Regions from separate parts of the Callithrix jacchus genome. Here region 1 is linked to region 2. Evidence: chromatin contacts called from public Hi-C data. All regions are on one chromosome and are shown on one strand. The core of a region is the stretch at or near the end of the contact, and the rest is flanking DNA. Distances in the headings are between cores, read along the strand shown.

Evidence for each region. Hi-C and Micro-C count contacts between places; a contact is called where the count stands out from the background.
Region 1: a contact with region 2 is called in a Hi-C map of skeletal muscle, with 5 times the contacts expected there. The contact joins two enhancer-like sites. A contact is called at or near these places in 2 of 3 Hi-C or Micro-C datasets (induced pluripotent stem cells and skeletal muscle).

The regions. Positions count from the first base shown.
Region 1 is chr17:17,887,796-17,891,827 of calJac240_pri, forward strand. The region is part of intron 2 of MECOM (MDS1 and EVI1 complex locus); the gene reads left to right. Among named protein-coding and RNA genes, the nearest start is that of MECOM, 520 kb to the left of the region's middle. Within about 2 kb of position 2,711, at least 2 of the 16 cell types and tissues checked have an H3K27ac peak or open chromatin away from gene starts, as enhancers often do.
Region 2 is chr17:17,366,913-17,371,216 of calJac240_pri, forward strand. No RefSeq gene overlaps it. Among named protein-coding and RNA genes, the nearest start is that of MECOM, 5.5 kb to the right of the region's middle. Within about 2 kb of position 2,754, at least 7 of the 16 cell types and tissues checked have an H3K27ac peak or open chromatin away from gene starts, as enhancers often do.

The DNA of each region.
Region 1 (4,032 bases), core at 1,461-3,960, 520 kb after region 2:
ACAAACTTTCCCCAGAAGATTATGAGTCTAAAAGCACTCTTAAATGGTGTTTCTAAAGCTCGAGGGAAGAAGCTGACCCTGGAGTTATTGCATAATGTGCTAAATGCTACATCGAAAGATTGAATTAATTAAAATTAACAAAATAATGAAAAATGTATTCCTTATAGAGTTGAGGTTTCTTCCAAAAGCATTTACTACCTCACTTCTTTAGTCTAAAGCTAGAAAGATTGAGGAATTTTTCCTTTTAAGGCTAATGATAATCATAAGCAAAGTTATCTTTTATAAAATAAAAAAATAGTAATGCTGATTATCTGAACAACCAGATTGGTATGTTATGCATTTTTTGTGAATGTCTCAGTTTTTGTATTTATTTTTTCATCATTTATTTCTTGAATATATCTTGTAATAAATACACATCAAAGAGTTAAAACATCTCTGCTTTTGGGGAATATTTCTCTATTGTCTCTATTTTGCTACTGAAATTTTACTGTATTTTATTAACATTTTTATTTTATCATAACATTTTAATTTAAACTTGGTATAAATTTGTTGTGCATTAACCACTCAGCATAATAGCTTAGGACTGAAACACATCAAGAGTCCAACAAGAAATATTTTAAATATGGTAACCTTGATTGGAGTTTAGAAAAGTAAATCTTTGAGTGTAATAATTTATTCACCAGAGCTGTTGTTTCAGCGAAGTATTTCATCTTAGTTTCCAAAGATCTGCTAGTCATTACTAAATATATTTTAAAATCGAAGCAAAAAAGAAATCCACTTTCATTCTGGCCAAATATACTATAAAATACTAAACTGTTAAAATCTTTGGCAATTTCGAAAAGATCAGTTAGGTGATTATGCTTGTATAGTTAATTAATAAGAAAGGAAGTAGGCAATGGTTCACTGGGGAAACTTTTGTTATCACCGTGTCTATTTATGAAGGATCCCATGCTGTAGGGACAATAACGGGGTGCTAATTCTGAACGCACACAGTGCCGTCCTACAAAGACATCAAGATTTGTAGGAAATCAACCCTCCAGCAGTCCTGGCAAGCCAGACTGACCCCAGCAAATGAAAATAATCAAAAGTAATTAGAAGCGTGCTGGACTACTCCTCGGAGAGCCGAATAGGAGAGTAAACATGCCTGAATCCTCGAGCCACTGCAAAGGCCCATGTCTGAGCTGTTAGGTGCCCTGACCTTGTCCACATAAAGATGTGATTTATGAAGTGCAGGGCACAGCAGCAGGGCTTCTGTCTTCTCCTGGAGAACCAAATTACTGAGGTGGAGATTAACATGCTTTCAGTCGGGCCCATTTCCAGACCAAGGGAAATTTTTTATTTACATTTTTTTTTTACCTTTAATTTCCTCTTTTCTAACAGCACACCCCAATAGATTAAAAGAAAGAAAGAAAGAAAGAAAAAAGGCAGAGTCCACCACCAAGAGCCACCAGTAATCTCTCCAAAGCAGTGGTGATATGTGCTGGTGGCAATGGACAGTCACAGCTTTTTTTGTGGGTAAATCTGTATTGTGCTGGACTGTTTTGCTGGATCTGCCTGATGAAAACATCACAGAATTCACCTTCATGCTACAGAACCAAGGTTGCAAAATACTTATCAAAGTAAAAAATAAAAATTATTAAAATTAAACAGAGGATTACCTTAGATTTCATGGCTTTCTGATCTAGTCTATCTTGCCTAAAGGTCATGCTTCATTACAAAGTTTACTCAATTAAATAAAAAGATTTAGGAGAAGAAATTGTGGGTGGTAGAGAATTTAGAGGAGTAGGAGGAAAGACAAATTGGGGGAAATGTTTATATATGTCTCTTGAGTCTCTTGAGTCCTAAAAAACATACTTACATTATTTTTTATATTTGTGTCCTTTAGGTTAGGTAAGATTTTATGAAATCCTATTCTGACATGGAACAGGAAGCATTGATTTTCTTTTTAAACACACATCAATATCTATACACGAAGCTAATTTAATTAGCAGGCACTTATTGTTCAGCCAAATGTCAATTTCTCAGATTATTTCATGCTTCTTGACATGAACTGTATGAAACAGGATTTAACAGAATCTCCATGAATAAAACTCCACTTGAGAAATGTAAAACTGCACTTGTACGTTCTTGAAAAGCTACAAAAAAAATAGTGTTAAAACACAAATGTCAGGCTTCGAGTTCAGTGTATATTTAGCCACCTCAAGAAACCCAAAGCTGCAGAATTAAGGGAACTTAAACTGAGGTTATAAAGTGCCTTCCTCTATAAACTAAAAACATAATGTCAGGGTGAATGGGAACATACTTTATTAACTTTACGGTATTGAAAACTGCCAGCAAGTTGTCTTGTTTTTAAATATTGTCCTCTGCAGAGTGTTACAGTGCTGTTTGTCCACAGGAAGCCTATTAAAAGTGGACAGTGCAGTCATTTCATCTGGCTTTGGCTGGACTGCTTTTCTTTCCTTTAATGATGTGCTGGAATGTACCATGCCCATAGGGTCTCCATTAGCAGAACTTTTACTTCGGGGACGACCATGAAGTTTAAGGCTTAAAAGAGGCATCAGTTTACAGTCTTGTGGGAATCACTTGAATACTGGAGCACTAACTTCTTACTGCTTTAACTAATATATTGACTCATTTTAAATAAACAGTTACACAATGAAGGCAGAGCCAGTGGCCTTATTGGAAATCTTTGGGCTTTTTAAAGATTCTGCAATCCACACAGCTGGGGAAGGAAGGAAGGGGCCTGAGGAGGGTTTATGCCCTTTTCAAACCAGGAAGAAAACACATTAACCTCTCCCACCCCAGCCCTGCCATCAGCCAAAGGGGGATCTTTACAACTCCCAGAAAATCTATCAGCTCACACTCAACCCTCATATTTTCCAATGCCCTTTTCCTGATAAACAACAATTAACAGAACAAGAAAGAAAAAATAATCATTCCTTCTGGAAAAGTGTTTTTAAAATCTGGTTCTCTTTTTAGACATCACTGATGAATCATTCAATTTTGTGCTTTCCCCGAAGCTATACATTTGTTATAGTTTGTTCTATTCTATCCCCTTAATATTTAGATCATCTGTCCTGATACATGTTTGCAAATTAAAGCTGGTTTGAGATTATAGTAAAACCATTATTTTTAATAGCCCATTTCAAGGGCAGTGCTAAACACTGTAGAACACGCATGTTACTGATTACTGCTGAGCAGACAGCGGCTTTTGCAGATTAATTTGTAACTGGGAACTACTGTAAACAGATTTCACCAGAAATCCCAAGGAATAAAGGGAATTGGTGGTGGTATTTGGCTCCTTGTATTTATTTATTGTTTTAGAAACCTTTTGAGGGAAAGCAAGCTAACCCAGGAGAAGCAAGCCCCTTGCAAAAACCTTTTCCTCTAACCCTCTCTCCTGTTTCATTCACTTATTGGGGAAGATGGATCAGGTCTTCTAAAGAATTATTATTTAAATAGCAAGGCCCCCCCCCACACCTTTTTCTGTTCTTTTTTTGAGACAGAGTCTAGCTTTGTCACCAAGCTGGAGTGCAGTAGCATGATCTTAGCTCACTGCAACTTCTGCGTCTCAGGTTCAAGTGATTCTCCTGCCTCAGCCTCCTAGGTAGCTGGGACTACAGTTATGCACCACCATGCCCAGCTAATTTTTTATATTTACTTATTTATTATTATTTTAGTAGAGATGGGGATTCACCATGTTAGCAAGGATGGTTTTGATCTCCTGACCTCATGATCCACCCACCTCAGCCTCTCAAAATGTTGGGATTACAGGCAAGAGCCACCGCACCGGGCCACAAGAGGCCCCTTTCATGAGAAACAAGACCAGTCTAACTACTGTAGGATTTCAGAAGTCTATCTTTAAACTTCAAGTTGTGTCAAGAATAAGTGGGATGAATCTGCCTTTACATGAAGTTATTGTTATATACCCAAAGGAGAGAGGGAGTGTTATGGGGCGGGGGAGTGGGGAGAGACAGACAGGCAGACACACACACACACACACACACACACACAAACACACACACACGAGAG
Region 2 (4,304 bases), core at 1,504-4,003:
TCAAGACCAGCCTGGCCAACATGGTGAAATCCTGTCTCTATTAAAAATACAAAAATTAGGCCGGGCGCGGTGGCTCAAGCCTGTAATCCCAGCACTTTGGGAGGCCGAGGCGGGTGGATCACGAGGTCAACAGATCGAGACCATCTTGGTCAACATGGTGAAACCCCGTCTCTACTAAAAATACAAAAAAAAATTAGCTGGGCACGGTGGTGCGTGCCTGTAATCCCAGCTGCTCGGGAGGCTGAGGCAGGAGAATTGCCTGAACCCAGGAGGCGGAGATTGCGGTGAGCCGAGATCGCGCCATTGCACTCCAGCCTGGGTAACAAAAGCGAAACTCCGTCTCAAAAAAAAAAAAAAAAAAAAACAAAAATTAGCGGGCCTGGTGGTACGCCCCTGTAATCTCAGGAGGCTAAGCCAGGAGAATCACTTGAACCCAGGAGGTGGAGGTTTCAGTGAGCTGAGATGGCGCCACTGTACTCCAGCCTGGGTAATAGAGGGAGACTCCATCAAAAACAAAATACAAAAAACACAACCATAATTAAAACTATTCTCTCTCTCCCTATCGTTTCTTCTCTCTCTTCCATCACACACACACAAACACACACGCCCATTTAAACTGAAATGTTAATATCTAATTGCATCAGCCAGTTCTATATATATCAGAGTCCTCAGGCTTCAGCTATTTGAGGGGGCTGTCGGCTGACCAAAGGGAACATGTCCTCTTACAGATGGGAATGGGAACAGCAGTGTCTAAGACCACCGACACTCTCTCTCTCTCTCACACACGCACACGCACACACACATGCACACCCTTACCATTTGGCAGATTACAAAATGTTAAAGTTTGGAGCTTTAAATAGCTCCATTTATTAAATTTCTATGATGTAGCAGGCACCATACTAGGTGCTTTGTATACATTATCTATAATCATCACAGGTATTCTACAAGATGTACGTACTTATTCTAATAATACAGAGGAGGTAACTGGAACTCAGAAAGGTTCAGTAATTTGACTAAGGTTACACAGCTGGTAAAGGGGAGGACTGAGATTTGAACCTCCAGTGGTTTGATACTTAAGGTCTTTCAACTTCATGGCTTCCAAAGCATTTTTATATGTTAATCCTATGTGGGAAGAAATGACTATTTCCATGCTGCAGATGAAAAAACAAAGTGGAGAATCAAGGCGTAATCTCTTTCAAGATGTCCACAGCTGAAAGGGGAAGGAAGATATGTATCCAAAAAACTGTAATGTTAAGGAGGGAGAAATAAGAGCCATAGACTTGGCAGCAAAATAATGAAGGGGTCGGGGTGTGAAGAAAGTGGCGGGAAGGGATGCGAATCAGACCAGAATCTAGGAAGCCTCACCGGTGGCATTTGGCCCCTAAGTGCAGTGGTCAATGGATATGAGAGTCTAGGGTTTCCGCAGTGAGCCAGAGGAGATGTAGCTTTTATATTGATAGGTTCATTGACTCCATCCTCTCCCGTGTCCACGGCAGAAAGCAGGATTTGAAATGAGGTTCAGTCACAGAGGCGTCCGGATTTAAGACAGAAGAAAGAAAACCTGGCCAGGCACTTTCTATTGCAGTGCGTCTTCAATTCAGTGTTCTAGTGAATCACTTGTTAAAATGCCAGTTTTGATTCAGCAGGTTTGGTTGGAGCCTGAGATCTTGAGTTTCTATTGAAATCTTAGCGATGCTTGATGTTGCTGGTCTGGGACCACACTTTGAGGAGCATCTGCGTCACCTAGGAGCCTGTTGAGAAATGTTTGGGCTCCACCCCAAGCTTACTGAATCAGAATCTGCATTTTAACAAGATCCCCAGGCGATTCGTATGCACATTATACTTTGAGAAATACTCTTCCATGTAATTCTTTTTTTCAGTGGAAGGGACCCCAAGAGCTCCAGACTTCCCAGGCAACGCTCACTAGCAGTCTGGTTTCTTTCCGGAGCTCAAGTTCCCACAGGGCAGAGGTTTGTGCCCCGCGAAGTTGCTTCTCCTGATCCTAAACCAGTAGCAGCTCCGGGGGTTTGCTCGCCTCATAATCCTCCTTGCTGGGTTCCTTTCCACCCCAACCCGCGCCTCCCCGGGGCGCTCCAGCTGTTTCCCACCCCCACGCCCAGGCGGCTACTGTGCACAGCTGGAGCCCTAAGCGGCGGGAGCACCAGAGCTGCCGCAGCCAAGGAAACCAGGCGAGGGCGCCGCAGACTAGGCTGTGCGGGAGGAGGCCGCTCCAAGCCGGGAGAGGGCGGCCAGAGCGGCGGGCAGGGGAGCGGGAGCTTCGCCTCTGGTGCCAATAGGCACGGCCCTGGCGCGGCCCCACATTCCCACACCGCGGGAGCCTAGGCTTGCTACCTGGGAGGCGGCGCTCATCACCCCAACTTGCATTTCATAAACCCTTCGGGAAATAGTTCCTCAACCCCATGGGCTAGTAATCAGCCCGAGGTTCTCTCGAAAGAACTGCTGATTATAATCCCGGAGCTGGGCGGGGGCCTAGATTTTAAATCGACTATTTAATGTAATCATCATCATCGTTATTAAAAGCCAGCTACACTGACCGCTCCCCGCTCCGCATTCCTTATATACACATCAGAAGTTGGAGGGAAGGATGTTGAAGAACTAGGGGGAGGGAGCAGGATTGTAAAACCGAATGATTTGCTTAGAAATCCGGGACCGAAAACGCAGTTCACGAAACGGCGAGTTTTACAAGGTAGAGAAGGTAACCGGGCAGAAATCTTGCAGCCGACGAACCCCAGCTGCGCGTGCCCGAGCGCGCCTGGTTTGGGCCGCATCGCCCTGCCAGCGCGAGGATTTCGCAGGAAGAGGAGGCTGTTCCGTGTCTCAGGCCCCGGCGTCGAGACGCGGTAGAGACCGTTGCCCACAGCCGCCCCGGGACCCTTGCGGCCGCGGCGCCCTTTCCCTTGCTGGACGCGGAAGCCGAGCTAGCCCTGAGCTGTTGCCTCACCGGCGTTCGAAGCGCGCATTTCTCTGCAAGCTTCCCTTTTAGGGCAAAGCGTGGCGGATCATTCAAAGTTAACACCTTCATGCAGCCGCTGCTGCCTGGATGTGCGCTTATATGTGTATGTGTGTGTTTCTCTGACAGTGTAAGACAAAACAGGTAGTTTTAACATTTATTAAAGCCTACGTGTTCTGTCTCGAGGCTTATCGGGTTTGTTGAAACTTTTGTGAGTGTGTGTGTGAGTGCGCGCGTGTCTCCACCCTCCTCTTGCTCCCCCAGCCCCACCCCCACACCGCCTGTGCAGGGCGAAGTAGTCCTATATAGCGATGATAAATATCCCTGTTGATCACTTGATTGATTACCTCCCTGAAAGGTCACGCGGGCTCGCAGTAATTTCCTTTTGCCTAAGGCTCCCTTTTCACTTTTACTCCGGCACGACAGCTCCGAGTACACGGGATCTTTATTTTTTATTTTAACCCCTAAATGCAACCCCTCCCGAAAACAATGCAGGCAAGAAAAATCGAATAAAATCAACTCGAGACCTTTTCGCTCACTCTCAGCCTCCCTTCCCATCTTGCTCCATTCTTTTTCGTCGCCCCCGCCCCCTCCTCAACTCAAACGTATTCTGGACACTATTTAATAGATGAGTGTCTTGCAAGTAAACTCAGGCGTCCCTTGGGTCTGCATTTCATGTCTGTGACTCTCTCCCTTTCTCTCCTGTGGACTGAAAATTCGGATTTAAACCACTAGACAAGCTATTAATTTAGCTAGGCTACCCAGGGTCCTGAACCCAATTAATTTCTAATAATTATAGCCCAAGGGGGCTAGATAGATCTCTCTGCCTCTTTCTTTTATTGCCACTCCACGCCACCGAGGTCAGCGTATAATAATAAAGTGTGTATTTTGAAAGCGATCTCCAGAACAGTGAGTTATTGCAATGAATGAAAATTGTTTCCATTTTGGCTAATTGAGCTGGTGGCCCAAAGCTGGAGCCCTGAGACTAAATAAAGAGGACTGTTTCATTTCAACATGAAGAAACCCCTGCCTAGCTCTGGTCACCCAGCGAGAGTTTAATTTCTTAACAGCCAACCTGAAACCCAGCGTTGGGTAAACAGTATTAATAATTGCATTACAATGATTAAATTAATCTTGCTGGTAGCCAGGAGAATATAGGTTGTGATTGAATAGCATGATGTAAAGTTCACTGCACAAAGACAATAGGCCTAGAAATACCTCCATAAAGAATTCAAACTTTCTTCCAAAGATATTGTGGGGCCGGTTCAATTATAATGAGAGGAAAGGAAAATTTCCTGTTGCATGTAATGTATTGAAAATCGGTTATTTGCCA